2 separate regions of the Mus musculus genome follow, and region 2 is linked to region 1. Evidence: chromatin contacts called from public HiChIP or PLAC-seq data. All regions are on one chromosome and are shown on one strand. The core of a region is the stretch at or near the end of the contact, and the rest is flanking DNA. Distances in the headings are between cores, read along the strand shown.

Evidence for each region. HiChIP or PLAC-seq counts read pairs in DNA pulled down with a chosen protein or histone mark.
Region 2: a contact with region 1 is called in an H3K4me3 HiChIP or PLAC-seq map of the 230-238 cell line, with 11 read pairs. The contact joins two enhancer-like sites. A contact is called at or near these places in 12 of 39 promoter capture datasets (the C10 cell line, the HPC-7 cell line, cranial neural crest and 9 more), 1 of 15 datasets of contacts at CTCF or cohesin (large pre-B cells), 15 of 484 Hi-C or Micro-C datasets (the Ba/F3 cell line, DN3 thymocytes, Th1 cells and 7 more), 12 of 115 datasets of contacts at active chromatin or transcription factors (the 230-238 cell line, CD8 T cells, Th17 cells and 7 more) and 1 of 9 other capture datasets (embryonic stem cells).

Annotation. Positions count from the first base shown.
Region 1 is chr2:128,092,942-128,096,242 of GRCm38.p6, forward strand. All of the region lies in intron 16 of Acoxl (acyl-Coenzyme A oxidase-like), which reads left to right. Among named protein-coding and RNA genes, the nearest start is that of Bcl2l11, 31 kb to the right of the region's middle. Within about 2 kb of position 1,785, at least 34 of the 459 cell types and tissues checked have an H3K27ac peak or open chromatin away from gene starts, as enhancers often do. A contact at or near this core is called in the 230-238 cell line, where this site is marked.
Region 2 is chr2:128,401,567-128,404,867 of GRCm38.p6, forward strand. The region is part of intron 1 of Morrbid (myeloid RNA regulator of BCL2L11 induced cell death); the gene reads right to left. Among named protein-coding and RNA genes, the nearest start is that of Gm14010, 19 kb to the right of the region's middle. Within about 2 kb of position 1,780, at least 26 of the 459 cell types and tissues checked have an H3K27ac peak or open chromatin away from gene starts, as enhancers often do. A contact at or near this core is called in the 230-238 cell line, where this site is marked.

The DNA of each region.
Region 1 (3,301 bases), core at 535-3,034:
AAGCCTGGCTCCTTTGCAAACTTTTGTCTCAATGCTTATGCACATCAGAAGGGAAACCGATACTGATGATATAAAAATCAGGGTCAAACCTTGACTCCCAGAAAGAAATGCTTTTCTCTCCTTCTTGTCACTTCTTGTCACTTCTTGTCACTTCTTGTCACTTCTTGTCACTGGAAAACTCCCCTTCATCACACTTGGAGGGCTTCTCACAAGTTAAGTGTGACAAAATTCTGCAGAGATCTGCTTAAAGCACTCCACCAAATCTCATCCCAGTGTAATTTTAATTCTGGAAGTAATCTCTGGTATGGACAACTAACCTTTCAGCTTGTAGGACTTTTAAAGTCAAGGAATAATGGTGGACTATTGGGCCCGGTGACTAGCAGGCAGAAGAGTTATTTCCCTTGCTGTTGTGCATATTTGCTACAATTCCATTTCTAAAGCATCTGTGGGTGCCTGTTATGTGTCGGACTCTGTGCTAGGCACTGGGTGTGCAAATGTCAGTAAGGCAGCCGCTACTTTTGTATAGACCAAGGTAACTAATCAGTGACATCACTGCACCCAAATATGCAAACACCCTGGAATACACCAAGCCCCGAGGAGGATAGACGACCATAGTCAACATGGGTTTAGGGAGGACTCAGAGGAGGAGGTGGCATTGGAGCAAAGTGTCTGTATCTCCACAGGAAATTAAACTTAGGTGACTGTGTGCTCCACAGCACTTATCAGTGTTGTTGACGGGACAAGGTATGTTCTGAGTTTTTCATGTATAGAGTCGTAGTTTAAGTGCACCCATGTGTGATGTGTGCCTTGAAAGCTGATGCACAACAGCAACCCTGACAACTGCCTCCCCGGAGGGAGCCCTGAGTATTCTGTTCCAATCTGCAAATTTCCCCCACCCGACCCAGAGGTGTCTTTAGACAGCATTTAGTGTTCCTTCCTTGGCCCGGAAAAACTGATCTTCTTGAGTGGGTATTGAGGTGTTCTGGGAGAGAATCTAACAAAAGCTGCCATGAGTAGTTGTCCTAGAATTGTTCTGAGAGTGAAGCCTCTAAGCCAGAAGCCAAGGGAGGAGAGGAAGGGGCCTGAGCACTGCAGGGAGAAAGGTAGAAGGGTCTTGTCTGCTGTGGGATTCTACACTCCAACCATCTCCTCACAAAGCTCTCTGCTTAGGAGAAAGGGGCCAATGTCATTCTGTATAACTATCATCAGGCTGCCCATGCCCTTTGTCACCATGGGGACACACACCCAGATGGAAGCGGTTGCAAAGTTGTGTACATCTAACCAGCCCTTGTTAGATTGTTAAACATCTAAATCAATAGCTAAGCAGAAAAGAAGCTAGGTGGCAGAAATCCTCATGTTTGAAAATGTAGCAAGCTGCTCCTCCAAGCATGGCAGGCTCAGCTCTCTGGGGACCTACCCATGCATGCCAGGCACAGGGCCTGTGGCGATTAGGCCTCCTGGCATACTCTGTCCCCCATTTCCTCCATGTACAGATGTACAGAGTAGATTTCCTTTTAAGCTGCAACTTAGAAGACAGGGCAAGAAAACGGCAATCACTTGGAGCAAAGGCGTTTGGTGGGAATCACACACAGGAAGCTGAGAGCAGCATTTAGCTCTAAGAGACAGGGCAGTATGTTGAGGGAAGAGAGCCCGGTGGACACTGCCCATTTTTCAGTACTGAGGATCCAGCCTAGAAGACAGTCACACAGCTGTCCTGTGTCTAGAAGAACACAGATTTCCCAGAAGACAGCTAAAGGGACACTGGTGCTACTGTTATGGGAAAAGTCACACTGGGTGGCTGACAAGGTGGTAAACTCCAGCACTCACAGGAGGCAGCTCACCACCAGTCACATCTGCACCCTGAGTAATAACAGGAATCGTTTGAGAGTTCACGACTTCTGCTCTCTACACCTGATGAACTCTTCCTTTTGTCCTTACTAAATTTTAGTTGCTTAAACTTGGTTGGTTTTATGTTTAACTTTCCATTAAAGAAAAAAAAAAAAAACCAACAGGATGTCAGTTATAGTATGTGGTGGGAAGGGTGAAGGACTAGTTAGGTTTCGTGCTTTCTTCTGCCAGAATCTAGGCAGGCAGCAAAGAGAAATAAAAAGAGAGAGGAACAGAAGGAGGGAAGGGAGGGAGGGAGGGAGGGAGGGAGGGAGGGAAGTGGATTTATATTTTATTTTAATCTCCACCTCCCATATGACAAGGTTTCTTTGTATATAGTTCTGGTTGTCTTGGAACTCGCCTGGCCTGGATCACACAGAGATCTGCCTACTTCTGTCTCCTGAGTGTTGGGATTAAAGGTGTACACCACCACCACCCATCAAAAATGTATTATGTTTAGACTAAAATAGTCCACATGAAGACACCAGCTAAGCAATTGCTGTCCTTTCTCAAAGACTTCTGCTGAAATCTTTCCAACTTTGAGGAAACCTTTCTTCCTTTTCTACTCCTTCTGGACTGTCAAGGACTGGGTGGGATCAAGATAACTAGTATTCTGAGGCCTTAGCCAAGTGGGAAAGGGCAGCTCAGAACGGCCCATCCACAGTGTCTGGTTAATATATTACATTCTGGAAGGGCTTTGTACAGAGCTGAAAACACTAAATGCTAAGACTGGGAGCAATTATTTACACAAGGCTGGCTTGCCTTTCAAAGTAAAAGACCCAGATTATGGAAACAAAACAAACAAAAACAACAACAAAAACCTCAGAGGTATTCATGGCTATTATTTCTGTTAAATGTAAGAAGTCACTTAAAAATAGACACTGGAAGACAGACAAGCTGTAACCCTGGGCATGGAGTGCACATATGGAGTTCTCTGCATCCTCAGAAAGCTTCATATCCCAGAGTTGCCGAAAACAAAATAGAAAGTTAGCTCAAAAACTGGGAAAACCTACCATATACTGCCACAGTGGCATGAGGAAGAAGAGGGGGAAGAGGAGAAGGAGGAAGGGGACAAAGGGTACGAGAAGGAATAAGAGGAGAAAGAGGACAAGGAGGAAGTGGGTGAAGAGGAGAAGAAAGAGGAAAATGAGAAAAGAGGAAAAGGAAAGGAGGAAGAGGAGGAGAAAAGGAAGGGGAAGAGGAAGAGGAGGAAGAAAGAAGGAAGAGGAGGAGAAGAAGAGAAGAGGCCTGCTTACTAAAAGTTCCAAGAAGGAAGCAGTCCATAAAGAAAGTGCCTTTGACATTGGTTCCAGAATCCAGTGCAATAAGACAAGAAACAACAGAATACAAGCTGTATCCTTTTAGACAAGAAAGAAGAAAAGCAAGCACTACCTACATGTGACATGCTTGCTTA
Region 2 (3,301 bases), core at 530-3,029, 310 kb after region 1:
CTGGAACCTTCTTGTGGATTCTGTGACCGTGAAATGAGATGATTCACACATTGAACCTTGCGTGCAGCCTGCAGCCTAGCGTGGATGTGATCCTCAGGAAACCTGAGTGTGGGTGCTGGGTTTACCTTCCAAACCGTGAAGTCGCCACCGTCAGGGGCAGTCACTATTTTTTATGTCACCAAGATATCAGGGATACTATAACCACCCGGGGAATGCTAGGGAAATAAACACGGCAGCTCAATTCTAGTTTTAAAACCACTCTCCCCTCACCTCAAACTGTTATAGGTAAAATAATACCAACCAGTCACAACTTAGAACTTAGTTAAATACGACATTCCTGTTTCTGACTTATGGTATCATCCATAGGTTTCCAAAGCCAGCACCACACCAATGTTTTGCGGAGCCGCAGGTGTGCAGGAATATAGCACAGTGGTTGCATGCTTCTCAGTGTTAGCGAGGCCCTAGGCTCCACCCTCAGTACTGAAAAACAAAAAACCCCACAAACAAACAGAAAACCAAACCTCCTGTGCCTGGGCAAACTAGCACCCTTTTTTCCCCCTCATTATTCGAATAAAAACATCTTCAAATACAAAGCAGACAGCCCAAAGCTGATCTCTCCTTGGAAGACTGGAAACCAGGACCACGACATTTGTCCCAGGTACAAATGGATTTAAGCTGCAAGTTCCTGGGGCCTTTGCCGCCTACGAACTACCACATCCTTGGGACCTTCCCAGCCAGCTTCGGAGCACCCAGGAAACTGCAACTCTTGCTTCTGAGCCAGAGTCCAGCTGCATCCACACGGCCACACGCTCTGTAGTTATTCCGTTATCTTGCCATTAAGGAAAACCCACATGAATTCCACTGTGGCCATGAACAAGTTTAAGGTTACCAACGTCATCACCAGAGGCTCCGGACTGAAAGCTTTCATCAAAGAGGCCATGCTCTTCTAAGCCAGCGTGGTGTTCCCAATGTCTGACAAGTCAACGGATTTCAGAATGTTCAGAGAGAATTCGAAAAGGAGCTGAGACCTCCCACACACACGTGAAAACTCCAGTAGAGAGGTCATCCCCTCTTTCTACCAACAAGGACATGAACCCACAGCAAGCTAAAGACAGAGCGAAGGAAGTATAGATATAAAAGGCTTCCACTCTTCCACACCTATCAGGGGGATGGGTTCCATAGTGGAAAACCCTGTCCTCAGGGCAAATCAGTCCAGTAGCAAAAACACGCTGGCTTCATTTATATTACAAGAACTCACTTTGCCACCTGGAGACGTTATTCAGCAACGGTAACAGGATCTGTAAAACTGTCGGACTTTCACATTACTTCTGAGTGAAGATACCTTATCAGACACCAAGTAGGTAGAAAAGCCATTTATCGCACGGGAGAGCTGGATGTCCCCTCTTAATCTGTGGGCTTCAGCCACGGGGATTGGGAAGACTCCAGTTGACTGAAAAATGACTGGAGGAGAGAAGCCTTGCCTCACAGTGTCAAAAATAACTCAGCTGGGAGAGCATTCCACTGAAGATCAAAATGATTTGGCTCTCCTGGCAAAGGCTCACCCTGCCACACGCTGGGCCCCACCAATAGATTGCAATCTGAATCAGAAAAAAAGGACACCCCCCCCCCCCCATGCTTGTTCACAGAGCTCAGCAGCGGGCCTGTGGCCAGTAGGAGCACCAGGTGTTTTATCTGGTTTCGCACTGGTGCCCTGAGTCCCTGGGCCTCACCATCCCTAGGCCTCTGTAGGAGCCTAGAGGGGGCCTGGCTGCTGGGGTGGGGGGTGGGGGCAGCTGTGAGGAGAAACAAGGCCCCACCCACACAGGCTATGGTTTCAGTTTCACCCAGCCTCAAACACCATTATGCAAATGAGTCGGGCACCCCAGCTCACCTCCTCCTTCTCATCCTCACTCTTCATCCCAAAGTTGAGGAGGGAATGTGCCGGGGAGGCAGTATTTGCATCATATTTACTTTCAAATGCCCAGGTGCCATTGGCAGCAGATTCTCCTTTCAGAAGGGCAATCACGAATATAAAGTGGAGAATTAGTCCAAGTGTCAAGAGTGAAGCCCTGCGGCTAATGCCAAGCTTCTCACATAAATGGAGTGTCAACGACGTGCCTGGGCTGGGAAGGAGTGGGGCAGAAGGAAGAGGATACCCTCCATTTCAGAGGCTTATTGGCACTAGTCCAAGGGGAGCTGGGGCCCCCAAGAGTGGACAGACAGCCACAGGCTCTGCAGATCTGCACTGCAAATCTCCAGTCCCGTGGGCTTTGGGAAAACAATTCCTTGCTTCACATTCAAGGCACGTTCTAAAAGTAGGGAGGGCAATCATTTTGTCCGCATCACACACCTGCAGTTAATGCAAGTGATCCGAGGTGATATCCACTCAGACAAAAAACAAAATCTGCAGCCCAGAGTAGTGTTTGTAAGATTTGATTGAGGGCATGGAGGTGCAGAAGCGGGCTTTCCTGCATGACTGTGTCAAATGCTGGCTTGGGATTTTTCTTTCGAGAGTTTAGGACCAGAATAATTAGATTGTCAGCTCACACGACCTTGTGTGCCTGGCTACGAGATGCCCTAGGTTTCCCCTAGTGCTTCTCACGTCATTTTCTGGATAACAAACCTCTGTTCCCGTCAGGAACACTCTTCCTCAGCCCCTCTTACTACTCGGTTTCATTTTCAAGTGTTGGGTGTAACTCACAGCTGCAGGAGAGAAAGATGGCTCTCTCTGACTTAGCCTGAGTGCAAAGAAATTCCAGTCAGGTGGGCACATTTGAAAAGACAAAAACCTACAGAGACTCTTGACCAGCTCAGAAAGAGAGGGCTTATGCACGGGAGTGAGGTTTGTCTCTGTTAAGGATGCTGGAACCAATGCTTTGCAGAGGTCAGGCAACTTTGCCCTCAGAGATGGTTTACGATCTTCATACATGATTAGGTCCACAGGGCAAGCAGAACCACCAGGTGCTCTCAGTCTGCCCATACTCTGAGCCCTTAGAGTCTCAAATGGTTTCCTTTTCCTGATGTGTGCAAGGAGGCCTGTAGCTGCCAGGCCCCTCCTGCCTGTGTGGACAGACTGGCCTGGTAAGAGCTGGGGAGTGCAGTTTGGCTTTCACAGAGGTCCCACCGGACACCTTCTCACCACCTTTGGGTGGCACAGTCACTTTCTCTGACTTCCCGTGGCACACTGAGGATCCCTGGATCAGCCACAGCACATACTTAGTGTGTTCACAATATTCTTAGACGCAGCACCTCTTTCGGTCATCACAAATAAATGTCACAATCTAGGACATCTATAAAAACG